Regions from separate parts of the Mus musculus genome. Here region 2 is linked to region 1. A link is a contact called in public HiChIP or PLAC-seq data. All regions are on one chromosome and are shown on one strand. Each heading gives the region's core, a stretch centred on a gene start, on an enhancer-like site or on the middle of the called end of the contact. The rest is flanking DNA. Distances are from core to core; before and after follow the strand shown.

Region 1 (7,135 bases), core at 991-3,490:
GACTCCTGGATGCAGTAGGGTCTAACTGGGCATGGCTTTCTCCAAAGAGGCACCTACTCGTAGGATGCTGGTGAGCGTGGGTTGGGACTGAGCCCAGGGTCCTTGGCGGTTCTGGAAAGGTACCAACCAACCCACTGGTTTCCTGAATAATTTAATTATATAATCAGTTTTTCATATTTTTCACATTCAGCGTCTCAGGCAATCAATACAGAAAGGGCTATTCCTTTATTTACTGAATTTGTGTTTCTCCAAAAGGTTTAGAGGGAGCATAACCAATAAAAACAAAATGACTTGTGTTACTTAGGCTGCACTGAGATCACAGCATGATAATAAGGGCAAAAACAGGGAAATTGTTTTTTTCTCAAAATTCTTAGATGGCTTCCTATCACACTCAAGGAAAACCCTAGCTCTCTTCCCTAGCAGGTACACATTATTATGTCCTCATTTTATAAGGCTAGCATTGCAAAGTTAAGGAATGTGTATCGATTTGCCTGATAGGAATCAAGCCATCTACCCTGAGAAGACAATTTCACAAACGCCTAGCACAGGCTTTGGCAATGTTGAGGTTGAATGGGTTAGCCTTGCTTTAATCCACTCATCTAAGCATGATTCAGCCTGGCTGCTGAAGAAGTCAAAGGAATGCTATCTCTGTCTCCTGGGGAACCAGGACAAATCTAGAGAGAAAGATTTGACTTGTCCTACAAACATAGGTCCCTAGTGTGAATCTTCAGGGCTGCCAGGATGATCCTGCTACCGCAATCTGCTTCGTGCCTAATCTGTGTACAAAAGACCTTGCGAATCACACAGGTTCAATTCGGCTTTGAGATCAGGAAGTAAAAGCCATGACCTGGAAGGGGCCTGAACCGGGATGTCAACTTCACGAAGGTGGCCAGGGACATCTTGTAGAGCAAACTCCAAGCTGCAGCCAAATGTGGATTCAATTGTCAATGTAAACCCTACCCCACCCCCACCCCCACCCCCACCCCCAGAAACCACTTTTATGCGGCATCTGCTCTCCTATGCTTTTGGCTTAAATCATTTATTTTCAAAAGTTTTAATCCATTGGAAATTTAGAAGGGGATTGGGGAGGCAAAACTGATTCTGGACTACCTTAGTCAGGAAAGAAGTAAGAGCTGATTTTTTTTTTCCACCCGAGTCGTGCAGTCTGGCTGGAATGCATCCCAACTGGGGGATAGTCCTGAATACTCCAAGTCCTGAGGCCCGAGGAAAAGAAAAGCCTGTCTTCTCCTGAGTGATTCTCTTTCTCTATAGAAATCTCAGAATGGAACCGCTCTACAAATCATGTCCCGCGCTCTGCCTGAAAGAGGCTGTTCTTTTTTTTTTTTTTTTTTTTTTTTTTAAACCAGGCTTATCAAACAGAAGCGTTCTCCCTGAATAATAAGTGTGAGTGGGCTAATGGGTCATTTGGGGGAGAGAGGTCAAAAGGAAAAGGCCTCGGTGTTCAAAAGCGGAATCTGGCAATGCCAGCGGTCAAAGAGGAGAGTGCTGGCTGGACAGGCGTGATGTATCGGGTGTGTTCTATAGAACCTGCATGGGTTCCCACCTATCCTTTATCCTCGGAGGTCCTAGTGAGAAGAACCGGGAAGGCCTGGTGCTTATGAGTGAGTTCCTTTTCATTGAGAAAGAAATGTTTTCCAGCTCCTAGCAGACTGACTTAGCAAAGTACTTTGAACACTTGGGGGTGAGGGGAGCAGCCACAGAAAAGGGAAGGGGAAGAGAAAAGACAGGGAAAGAGAGCTATCAGCAGGGGTGGTTAGTAAAAAAAAAAGGGGGGGGTACTGGAGACAGAAAACCCTTTGTTCCTCCAGCTCGTTTCATGTAGAGATTGTAAGGTGAATGGCTTTGAAATGAAATGGGTTTATGAACTAGTTGCTAGGTCACAGGAAGCGCGATCGTCAGACTGCTTTGTGAATTCGGATTCTTTAAAACTTAGGTTACTCTCAAAAGGAACGTACCTCCTTTGTCTGGTTCCTATGTCTTTCCTCTTTATATTTTTATTTCTCCGGGTGGCTGGGGCCGCCTCCCCACTTTCTGTTTTCTCCTCCGCCCTTTTGATAACGTGAAAAGAAATGATCGTATTACACGCTCTTTGTCGGAGGGTTTCAGAAGTTAGAGGTGGGCGGGGTGGAGGCGTTACCTTCACCGCCACCAGCAGCCAATGGCGGCGCGGTATGCAAACGAGGCCCGCGCCGTGCTGGTCTGGATCTGGGCTGTGAGCTCAGAGACTCCGCAGTGCGCGGGAGGCGAAGGCTTCTCATTTCCATCCAGCCCAGCGCTCAATGGAGGGGCGGACTCTGCAGTGCCTCACTCACTGTGTGATTCGATAGGACCAGGGCTCATCAGATCACCGCCGAGATGAAGTACAAGGTAAGAGTGCCTTGTACGCCGTCTCCTGAGAAGCTAGAGGCAGCTGTGCCGGCCGGCGCCTTTCCCACCTTGACAACTGGGCAGGGATCCCTTGTGTGTCTGGTTTTGCCGAGCTGCGTCTGATCTCGCTTCCAGGCTTCCCCCGGGTGTACCGCCAGCAGACATGCGCTTTCAGATCCACTAGTTCTTGGTGCATGGTTCTGAAAGTTGTTGTGGGTGGCGGAAGGCGGTGGAGTAGAGTTAGCATAGGAGCCGCCGCCAGAGATCAGAGGGTGTCTAACTCGCCTCGCAGCAGGCAAGTCGCAGGTCTCTGCCTGACCAAAGCCAGCTTGGGGAGCCATAATAAGGAGAGTCAGAACTGCTGAGTCTCTGACAGGTTCTAAAAGCACCTTTTCAGATTTTTGCCTTAAGCACTTGATCTGGGAAGCTGTCTGCTCGAGGTCCTTTCGGTAGAAGCAGATTAAAAACCCAGACACTATCATAGGCGCGATGATGGAGAATTCCCACATCCTTATGAATAAATGGCTGTTAGTCATTTCTGGATAACTCTTTATTGGGGTTGAACGGGTCTGAAAGTATGAAGGCTCCGGCTGGCTTATTTTCCCTGACGCTTACAGAATGTCCTGCTCATAATTTTGGCAGCTCTATTTTCCACTGCATTTTGCACCACGGTTTCTGGGGTTACTCTTGGCAAAATGATTATGCCTTGCTCAGCACATCCCGTCTAATGAGGCAGTTTCCAAGGGACTTGGCCCAGTAGCAGTTCATGGCAATGACTTGGCGGTACTTACTTACGATCCTTTTTTTTAAAAAAAAATTTTTTTTTTAATTTTAATGGTGAAGAGACATGAGTCCTCGACTTTTAAAGGACTGTGTCATTTCAAAAATTCGTTTTGGTAAGGTGACTTAACAGAGCCAGTTAACTGACTTAGCTAGGGGCTAACTTGGCTTCCCTCTGCGGTATGTAGCCTCTGGCCCTTCCTTTGGGATAGAAGGCTGTAGCTAACAGCCACTGGTTCCCTGTCTATAAATCTTGTTCAAAAGCTGTGAGCCAAAGCATGAGTGATAGTTGTTGGGGAAGTTCCAGCAGTCTAAAGACCCAGATATCTATTGTCATCTCCTATCAGCTTTCCATTTCGTACATCTATGGGGAGGGGCAGAAGAAAGGAAAGCTCTAGGAGTCAGTCAGAAATGATGCAGCTTTCTACCTGGCAGGAACAGAATCTTTTTGGAAGTGATGGGGATACATGGTATCAAGCCTGCAATGTTGTTTTTTTTTTTTTCCTTCCCATTCTCCCTGTTGTTGAATCAAGACAGTGTTATAGAGAAAAGAGAAAGGATTAACTCTGTCCATCATTGGGACATTAAATAGCTGGTGTGAACTCTGAGTGCTGTAGTCTAGAAGGTGAGGACATGTGACGACATCTAAAGTCACTTTGGTTCAGTGACCTCATCATGTTTCGCTTTGCTCTTTATGGAAAGAAAATATCATGGGGACTGATGATTTACACTGCAGGTGAGAAACTGCAACTGGGGAATGCTTTCCACTTGGCTGAGTCTGCCCAGAGTTGAACACTTTGCCGAGCAATAGAAATACATGGTTATTTATCATCATCATCACCATCACCATCATCACCATCATCTCATTATTATTGTAGACAACTTCACCAGCAAAAACGCTATGCTCCCCAAGTAAACAACTCACACATGGGCACCCTGAGTTGACCATAGCAGAAGCGAGCCACTTTTCCCTCTGTCATAAAGTCTATTTAGCTAATGAAAGATAACTGTCTTTCAGGAGAGAATTAGTCATTCTGTGTAGGAGATGCTGAAGCAGAGGCATGATGGGTAAAGCGATACAAGTCCGTCACACTTAACTCTCCCCATTAGCTCCGAGGCACACTTATTTTCCCAAAGTAGCAACTGTGGCACACAGAAGTTAAATGATGGGTTTTTTCCGACACACCAACTGAGGAGCATGGGATTAAAAGTGATCTTGATCTAATACTGGTGATTTAAACACTACCAGGAAAGGGAAAGCAAACCCTAAAACAGAAATCATCTGTAACTCCCTAAAACATCCCTCAGACCAGTATGTTCTGGCCTCAGAAAGTTCAGAACTATTCCCTCCCAAGTATTCTCCCAGGATAGTCAGTCTTCTATTTTGTTTCAGTGGTAACTCTGCAAACTGAAATACGAAGTTGGCATTTATTTGTTTAATTGGAGCTACTTAAGTAGTAAAACCAGATAATTATTAGATTGTAAAACCCAGGAGTCTGGAATTATCTCTTAAACACTATGTTGCACATAAACTATAAATTTAGCTTGGGCTTAAAAATGGATCATTGTAAGATTTATAAGTCAGGCTTAAAAGGCTTCTCTTTCTTTTTCTTTCTTTCTCTTTTCTTTTTCCTTTCTTTTTTGTCTGTTGTTAACCAGATGGTCTTGTTTAGCTACTTCAGGGTTCATAACCAGGGTGCAATCAACTTCCACTCAGTTTGTCCTCAAAATACACAGCTCGAGGCAGCCAGCAATTACAACTATGAGGGCTGTGGAATGCAAGCTATTGCTTTAGGTAAATCTTTCCACTTAGTACACATCTAGTCTGCTTTTAGTTTACTTACATTTTTGTTTGTTCGTGGAAAGACTGTCATGGGTGTTTAAGGTTCCATTTCTCTGAGAAGAGTCTGTCTGAATGACAGTGAATTGTACAAACTTCCTTTGTTAAGATTCTACATAATGAAGCCAGGCATGGTGGAACACACCTTTAATCACGGCTCTTGTGGAGTCAGAGGCAGGGGGATCCCTATGAGTTCCAGGCCAGCCAAGGCTACATCGTGAGACCTCGTCTCAGACACAACAACAACAAAATGTTCTATATAAAATTCCTTTAATGTAGAGCCTATGTTCCTTATGCCTCTATGGCCTTGGCTTGCCTGTCCAATAGAAGATGGGAGGATATGAAGGTTGCCAGAGGATATTGCCCTTTCTTCTGCAGGTGAGGGACTAGTTCCAGTCCCTCATCTTTAACTGGAGCCCTGAAAGCCCTGCCCACATAGTGTGGGCCTGGAATGAGGCCCAACCTACTTCATGCCCAGGCCTGGAAGGTGTTCACTAAGTGCAGCACGTGACTGAGTTCTTGCGGCTGAGGCACTTTTGAGGCTTTGCCAAGTTTCAGAACCCTTAAGTGTCTGCAGTCAAAGTTTAATCTATTTTCTAGTCAATATAAAGAAAGGGAAAAAATCACTCTTCAATGGTTTGACTTTAAAAACAAGGTATAGTAGAATATGGCAATACAGTTTTTAAAACACCTATAGTCTGGAATTCAGATTCCTGTAGTCCAATTGAATGAGAGCAAAGAAACTCAAGGAAAAGAGAAAGCTACAGTCAAAGGCTTCTGGAGAGGAACTTAGAAAATATTTTTATTTTCCAAAGCTGTCTTAAAGGAGAAGTTATAGCAGACCTTTGGTTTAGCTGATAATGACCATTTATACCCCTTTTTGGTTTGATGTATAAGCTTTAATTTTTTTTTCTAAATTGCTTGTTGTGTTCAATGGAAACTTAGGTCCCCTTCCAACCCCACCAGCTTTCAAAATGGTGTGTGCTGCCTGTAAATTTAAAAGCAGACAGAAGGCGTTTTGAAAAGCATAGCTTCATTATTTATGGTTTTATATTTACCTAGGAAACCCAGTTTAAAGCTAAAGGACTTTACATGTCCAGAGATGAGGCTTTGTCAAAATTGCAGGTGTCTTGATAATAACATGTTTAGCACGCTGTACAACACAGGCTGAAGCCCTCAGCAACCCCTTCTTCTTAGACCACACATTGTCCCTGTGCCCGGAACCTTGCAAGTGCCTTCCCGTACCCTCCTCCTTACCCCGAGTCTCAGACAAAATAAAACAAAGCCAGACAAAATCCTGCCTCGACACCTTTCAAAGCCTTGGTAGATTCTGTCTCTCCTTTGTGTCGGTACACCAGGGCCGCATCTTACCTTTTCAAATGAGCCCTCCTATGAGTCTCTAATAACAGATGCTTGTGTGGCTCACTGGCACCCTGCTACCCACATGGGCATGACACCCTAGTGCCCACTCCCTCTCCCTCTTGCCTTGGCTGCCCCTTGGACTCTTCTGTGGGGGTTCCCACTCCTTTCATGGGCATGTGATTTCAAGCCAGTGTGATTTGAGTAACTACTAAGTCCCACTCGTAAAGCCTCCGTATCTATCCACTCCATAAAGCAATCAAAGCCTAAACCTTTGTCTCCTCTAACCCCTGAAGCAGACCTGACTTTTTTTTCACCCCTGCCTTATTCCTTTAGCACTGCCTTACTTATTAACCCCTTTCAGTCAAACCACTAATCTAAATGATACCTGCAGTGCAGCCAGTTTTAAGGAAGCCACATTGAATACAAAAGGCCCATCCTTTACCGATAAGTAGGGGCAGAGCAACAGACAAGCCCTTGTTAAAAGTGTAATGTAGACTCCGTCAGCCTTGAATAGGCAGGGACTTGGCTTTATATAGTCTTGTAATAGAAACAAGATGGAGAGTGGAGGAAGACATTTCCATTTCTTGTGATTTAAGGCCCCATGATCTTGGGCAAATTAAACTCTCAGAGCCTCAGGTTTACCTGTGAATTTGAGACAATATTAACTGCTTTATACCATTATTCTAAAGTCTGGGCTAATGTGTAAAGTTCTTATCTGGGATCCTAGCACAGAGGGAGTAGACAATGAATCCTAGCTAGCCTCAA
Region 2 (7,333 bases), core at 4,343-6,842, 43 kb before region 1:
ACTCTCCAGCCACGGGATAGATAGTACTTCCAAGAAGTATCCAAGCCAAGACACCCAGGTTAAGGGAGGGTTGATGAGAGCACCAGACATCACCCATCTCAGGAGTGGTTGGCCACCTAACCCGAGGGGCAAGACTGAGCTCCCGAGTGACTGTCTTCATGTGCCCTTCCCAGGATAATCAGCTTTCTGGAGAGTTGGAAATGAGATGGGATGCAGTTTGCGTGGGGTGTCAATCCACTGCCATCTCAGGTCAAAGTTCTCTGAATAAAGTACACCTTAAAAACTGTTCTTTGGATGGATCACAAGGCCCCCAATGGAGGAGCTAGAGAAAGTACTCAAGGAGCTAAAGGGGTCTGCAACCCTATATGTGGAACAACATTATGAACTAACCAGTACCCCGGAGCTCTTGTCTCTAGCTGCATATGTATCAAAAGATGGCCTAGTCGGCCATCACTGGAAAGAGAGGCCCATTGGACACACAAACTTTATATGCCCCAGTACAGGGGAATGCCAGGGCCAAAAAGTGGGAGTGGGTGGGTAGGGGAGTGTGTGGGGGGGTGTATTGGGGACTTTTAGGATAGCATTGGAAATGTAAATGAGGAAAATACCTAATAAAAAATTAATTCTAAAAAAAAAAAAACAAAAAAACTGTTCTTTGGGGCCACAGCATAAGTGTTTGTATCCTGGTTATAGGAAGACAGTGTGTGATAATTTGAGTTAGCACAGGATGAATGCTGCTTAAGTAGAACATCGATGATAACAAAATTGCATCATGCTTCAAAAAAAAAAAAAGAAGCTGTGATTATCATTTTCATGAATGAAGACCCATTTCTTACTCGAGTACTATGGACTTTTTGATGGATTTCCTCATCTCTGTTTGCATATGCATAATTTAGGTGGCTAAGAGATGTTTCCCACTTTCAAATTTCATGTGTCAGCTGACATGTTGAATACGTGACAGTATTTCGTGCATACAGGAAATTGATCTGTCAGTAGCTGAAGATGGATCTCGAGATGGCTTCCTAGTGCTAAAACATTGTAAAGTGGAATTATGTGACCTTCCTTCCTGTTGACATAGGTAAGGGTAAGGTTTGTACTTCTACCCTCCAGTTCCCACTTCCTTCAATGTGGTATCTCAGCCAAACCAGCACCTTCCCCATGGGTCACTACGTCGATAGACAAGGAAAAACAAAGCTTAGTTTTGAGCAATCTTGCGTGACTCCAAAGAATGTCTCAGCTCCTAGTTCATTATAGATGAACACAAATACAAGCAAACCATCAACTTGTCATAATAACACCTGTTCTTGTATGCCTGAGACTCCCTCGTCACATCTGTCCCAGCTGCTGATGTTGGCTGCTAAGCAAGCTTCCTGCCAATTGTCTCACCTATTCCCCCCACTGAGAAAGGAATATGTACTATATATTCATGGTATAACATATGATGCTTTGAAATAACATCGAAGAATAGTTCAATCAAGTTAACTAAAGTATCCATTGCCCTCAACTAGCACACTGATCTTTTTGTCCATAGGACTCTTAACCTCTACTCTCTCGGTGATTTTTAGGAATATAATCCTTTACTGTTAACCATAGCCATCATGATGTACAAAAGAGAGTCCTAGAACTTGTTCATCTTGTCTATAGCTTTGTGTCCCTGGAGACACACCCCCTCCTCACTTACAAGCTCTACTTACTCAGCATTTTTAAGTGCTACATATACAATGGCATTATGGGGCCATTTGTTTTATTGTCATTGGCTTATTTGACTTAGTATAAATTTCTCCAGTTTTGCCTATATCATCCCAGATTACTGAGTAAATACTGAAGACTGAGTAACAGTCTGGGTGAGTATGTGTTGTGTGTACGTGTGTCTTTTCACATCTTCTTTATCAGCTCATTTATCAGCAGATGTTATTGCCATATCTTTTCTATTGCAAACAACGCAGCAGTGACGAAGCTACAGATAACTTTTGATGTGTTAAGTTCATTTGATATCTAGTAGTAGGATTGCTATATCATAAGCTAGCTCTGTTTTCAATTTCCTGAAGCGTCTGCATACCATTTTTTTTTTATAATGGCTACACCAGCTTCCTTCCATCCAACCATGGACAAAGATTTTGTTGTCTCCACATTCTCCCTGGCATTTGATGTTTGGGAAGTTTCGGGTCTTGCCATCTGGACAGATGTGCTGTGGGTCTCCCTATACTGCAATGGACCTTGCTCAGCTCAGCACACCCTACTTGGAGCACAGTTCTTTAAACACAGTGAGCCCAAGGAGCAAGTAGACTGAGGCATGGATCAAGGAACTTATGAGTGAGAAATGGGAAACTCCCATGCATTCATCCTCCTGGAGAGCAAGAAGCACAGGTAGACAACCACATTCTGTGAGCTTTACCCATAGTGTCCTACCCTTGCCTGTTGGAAATACCCAGAGTATGTGATCCCTGCCGCATTAACCTTGGACCAAGTCTGACTCATGACTGGGGCATCGTTTCCAAGTCTGAGTAAGTATCTAAGGGCATAGCCTGGGTGACCCTTCAGAACAGATGCAGGGACACTCCCTGTCCATGGGATTGGGTGGATTAGGGGCCAGATCAGCATTCTGAAATCCCATCTGTGGTAATAAACCACCTTTATTACGCCTGTAAAACTTTGAAATGAGAATACGTGCAAACTTGACATGTTCCACTGACGCTCATAGTAACCAGCAACCTCAGTTCTAACCTGGTTCCTGGACTTCATGCGGAGTGGACTCTTGGAAGTTAGCCTCAATACCACAGTTTGGTTTTGCTCTGAAATGATATCCAGGGATCCATCCCATAATTAGCCTCCAAGCGATGACACCATTGCATACACTAGCAAGCCTTTGTTGCAAGGACGGTGATATAGCTGTCCCTTGTGAGACTAGGCCAGGGCCTAGCAAACACAGAAGTGGATGCTCACAGTCAACTATTGGATGGATCTCAGGGCCCCCAATGGAGGAGCTAGAGAAAGTACCCAAGGAGCTAAAGAGATCTGCAACCCTATCGGAGGAACAACATTATGAACTAACTAGTACCCCAGAGCTCTTGACTCTAGCTGCATATGTATCAAAAGATGACCTAGTCGGCCATCACTAGAAAGAGAGGCCCATTGGTCAGGCAAACGTTATATGACCCAGTACAGGGGAATGCCAGGGCCAAAATATGGGAATGGGTGGGTAGGGGAGTGGGGGGGGGGACTTTTGGGATAGCATTGGAAATGTAATTGAAGAAAATACGTAATAAAAAAATAAAAAAATAATAATAATAAAAAGAAAATGATCGGACAAAAGAGCCCACAGTTGTCTCACTGTAGCATTTGGCTGAGTGGCACCATTAGAAGTGGGTAGAGCAACCCTGCATAGGGAAAGGCTGTTTGTGTGGGCAACTAGGAAAGTTCTAGGGAGGAGAGACCCAGTTACACACAAAAGAACACAAAGCACTTCAGATTCGTGTTCGCTCACCCTGGCACGCGTGGAAAGGAGGCTGTTTGGGTGTGTAGAAGTGCTTCCCAAAGAGCAAGCCCAGACCAGGTGATGCTCCAAAGTTACAAGTGCCCTGTGAGTTACTGGGTGTCCATTTCTGCCTCCAGTTGTGTAAACAATGCCTTGCGTAATGTGGATCTTGATAATATTGACTCAAAACCTTGAAATAGATGAAGTCATACTGAGTCACTAATAGGAGGGACTCTGCCAGCTGGAAAGGGAGCACGGAGTTCAGCCCAGGGTGGGACAGTGTAAAGAGCAGCGTGAGGGAGTAGGCAGAGATACGGTCACAAGCATTGGCCTCCCAGGCATTGTGTGTGTGTGTGGCATTTGTCATGATCCAGACTGCCCTTGCTGTAAGCAAAGTCCATCCCTTTGTATGGACTTGTTTTGGTAAAAGCTAAGTAGAGAGGCACTATTTATTTATAACCCCGTTTTTCATTTTTAAGTAACCAGTCTTTTGGTGCTAGTTATCATAATGTTTAATGTGCTTATTATTGTCTGGTCATTTTAGAAACAAAATTTCACTATGTAGTCCCAGCTGGCCTAGAGCTCACTATGTAGATCAAGGTGGTGATCTTCCTGGAATTATGGGTATGTGGTGCGTGTGTGTCTGTGTGTGTGTGTGTGTGTGTGTGTGTGTGTGTGTGTGTGTGTATACATATAATTTTCAAGAATGTATCTGTTAGTGCTGAGCATAGTGGCTCTCACCTAGAATACCAGCATCAGAAATTTGAGTCAATCCTCAGCTCTCTAGCAATTGTGAGGTTAGCCTAAGGACTAACTACCTCAAAAAAAAAAAAATCAGATAAAAAAAACAAAAATACCTCTGTTAGGTTTAAGTACACAAAAATATGGAGGTAGATAATCATATACCTATGTAAGTCTCAACATTACAAGCCATCCAACATACCTTGTCCTATGCTGTTTACCTTCAAAGAACCAGGCTAATGAGGCAACATTTTAATAGACTGTTTTTCTTCCCATAGGCTAGCACAAAGTCCATGGTCCCTTTGAAGATCTGCTAATAATCTATAAAAACAAATGGAGCTTGGTGACCAATATTCCCCAGACCCTGCTGCTGTAGGAAGCAGGTTCAAGTGTGCACAGGCCAGTGATTTCGGGGTCCAGAGAGAAGCAACCGGTTGAACCTGGAGAGAAGGGAAAAGCCAGCAGGCAGTTACAAAGGACTAAAAGGAGTTCAAACAATCGAGTGTGTATATGGGATGAACAGTTCTCTTCTTTGCACCCTTGAGGGAGTGTGCATTGAAGTATGACCAGAATGAAGCCAGTAACAGGAAGGGGACCTCCCAGGGCAGCTCCTAGTTATTTTTTCTTGAACACAGAGACTCCTCTGTGGTCTCACTTTTTTGGCTCTGAACCTTGGTCACATATTTCTAGGGGCCGTGTAAGCCAAGGACAGTGGAGAGTGCAGCAAGAAACCAATCAACCTGATGTTAGGGAGGAAAGAAAGACATGCCTGCTGTTATTCATGAAAAAAAAAATGGGACTTCCTCTTTTTTCTAGTTAATGACCTTGAAGTAAATTCGTCAGGCACAACTTGCCCGGTCCAACCAGAGAGGAAACCCTCACTGCAAATCTGGACCAATGCAGCTGTGCACACAGCAAGAGACAAGACAGAGCCCAAGCATAGCCAAAGGAGGAAACAATTGCTTCATTGCATCTGGAGGATTTGAGAGCATAGAGGCTACGGCATCACATCTTCCATTCAGCCTGTCCTTTCCTAGAAGAAACACTCACGGGTGGAAGGAGTGTGAAATTAAAAAATGGCCAGAGGATAGATAAAACAGTAGCACAGACCTGTATTTAATCCCAGTGGAGATTGGGAAGACTGGAGGATCAATACGAAGCAGCATGTTTGAGGTTAGCCTGGCATCTATGAGACGCCATCTTTTAAAAGTAAAAAGATTTATCAGTGGAGGTGAATAGCAGGATCGATTTGTTTTCACCACATAACAAGTTCTCCTTGGAGACATGGAAACCCTGACTTTTCAATTTGGACAAAAGAAAGGCAAGCTCCCGGGCTGGGGAGTCAAGGGAGAAAGCAGAGGGAGGAGTTACTGGCTTGATAGGCTAGCTCAGCCATAGCCTGGTCTGTGAAAGAACAGTTGCCTACTGTCCTGGGACCACCAAGGAGGAGCTTGGGAAAATATATCACTTTATAAGAACCAAGGGCAACGCTGTGTCCTGCAGCTCGGGCTGCTTCTCAATACTCCAGTCCAGTTTATAGAGCAGTGGCACGAATGCAGAATTGAGGGATACAGTCACCCTTCAGCTATGCGTGTGTTTACCATCCCCTTACCAACAACAGCTGGGGAAATGGGTGACAAGGGCGGGGGGGGGGGGGGGGAGCTGAGCAAGCCAGGGAGGCCAGCCTCTAAGATAAAGACTTAGAGTGTCCTTGATGAACTGGACTTTAGCCCCAGCCACCTGTAACAGTTGCAGCAGGACAATGGCTCTGCTTTTTTACAGACAGGAGGGGTGGTCTCACCACCAAGTCAGTTATCCTGAAGTTTAACATCCTCCTGCCTTAGTTTGCTAAGCACTGTGAGTAGGTCCATGAATGCCTAGCAAGGCTAAGGACTTTTTGCCTTTATCCTTCCAAGTCTTACGTTGATGGATTCACTCTCAGAATGCTCCCATTCTGTAGAGTCAACTATGAAGCTCTTAGAATGCGCCTTCTCCTAGTCTCTGGGAGCATTGCCCTCCAAGAAGTAAACCAAAAGCTGGTCACTGCTAAGACCATCCCCAGCCATGTTCCCAAAACCTTCTATAGCACTCTGAGTGGGCTTCTCTGCCCTACTGAAGCAGGGAAAACACATGAGTAAAGGACTCTGAGCTCTTGGGATTGTGCCCATTGAAGGCAATGCTCTGGTGCCATTTATCCACAGCTAGCCTTGGTGTTGCCGTCCTTGTTTAGAACACCCAGCCTCCAATCCTGATAGCCACCCATTCCACAGTCTGGTCTTCTAATTTCTCTGCTTTCTGCTTAAAGCATTGCCTTGTTCCTTTGAGGTCTGAAGCATCTCTAGGGATGGAAAGCATAGTGAGGTCAGCAACCTGAAGGGTGTATGGTCTCCATCCCAGTGCCTTATTGATTACATAAATGTCCCTCATGGTAATGAGTGATAACTTTGAAGGCTTGTTCCCTGGCCTGCCAGCTTCTATACACAGACAGACACTGGAGGAAAGTGTCCCTTGTAGTCCACCCCTGCTGAAGTGAAATGCCCCACAGATTTCTTACTTCAGAGCTACGTCACTGGAGGCCCATAAGACAAGTAGGTTCCCTTGAGGTCTCAGCTGTGCTGAACATGTCTACTTGTTTGTTTTAGGTAGGTAAGTGAAGCTATCATTCCTGGGAAGGAGAGAAATACTGGGAGGTATCGGATCACTGGAGACTTTGAAAATTCAGAACAGTGTGGTGGTGGTACCTGTCAATCCCCACACACTGAAGAGAGGAGGAGAACTTGGAGGTACTGTGGTTCTACCTCCTGTAGGTCAGTCAGTCACTTACTATTTTGTAATCAAAGCCACTGCAGGCGACTTGGTTTCTCAGTTGAAGTTGGCAAGTTGCTAGAAGAACTCTATGCAAACCCTTTTCTTTTTTGGTCAGGCTTGGCTTTCTTTTTTGTTTATCAATAAGGGATATTTATTTCTTAGGCCTTATTCTTCAACGGAAGTTAAGAGATTATTCTTAGAAAATCCCTGGGGGGTGGGGGGAATGAGTCACTGTGTTAGCACACTCTCAGAACTTAAATTGGCACAAGCCAATCAGAGAGGAAGCCATGTTACCATCACAAACTGGAT

What was found. HiChIP or PLAC-seq counts read pairs in DNA pulled down with a chosen protein or histone mark.
Region 2: a contact with region 1 is called in an H3K4me3 HiChIP or PLAC-seq map of intestinal villus epithelium, with 23 read pairs. The contact joins the enhancer-like site here to the promoter of Nedd9 in region 1. A contact is called at or near these places in 3 of 15 datasets of contacts at CTCF or cohesin (the NIH/3T3 cell line, large pre-B cells and pro-B cells), 19 of 484 Hi-C or Micro-C datasets (the C2C12 cell line, CD4 T cells, CD8 T cells and 11 more), 11 of 115 datasets of contacts at active chromatin or transcription factors (the 230-238 cell line, CD8 T cells, the SCID.adh cell line and 8 more) and 3 of 9 other capture datasets (adipose tissue, liver and pancreatic islet).

The regions. Positions count from the first base shown.
Region 1 is chr13:41,354,106-41,361,240 of GRCm38.p6, reverse strand. It overlaps Nedd9 (neural precursor cell expressed, developmentally down-regulated gene 9), which reads left to right and starts at 2,240. Exons shown (of 7, transcript NM_017464.5): 1 at 2,240-2,388. The coding sequence starts at 2,377.
Region 2 is chr13:41,400,385-41,407,717 of GRCm38.p6, reverse strand. It overlaps a transcript of Nedd9 not described here. Among named protein-coding and RNA genes, the nearest start is that of Gm32448, 6.2 kb to the left of the region's middle. Within about 2 kb of position 5,592, at least 108 of the 459 cell types and tissues checked have an H3K27ac peak or open chromatin away from gene starts, as enhancers often do. A contact at or near this core is called in the 230-238 cell line, the C2C12 cell line, Sertoli cells and 10 more, where this site is marked.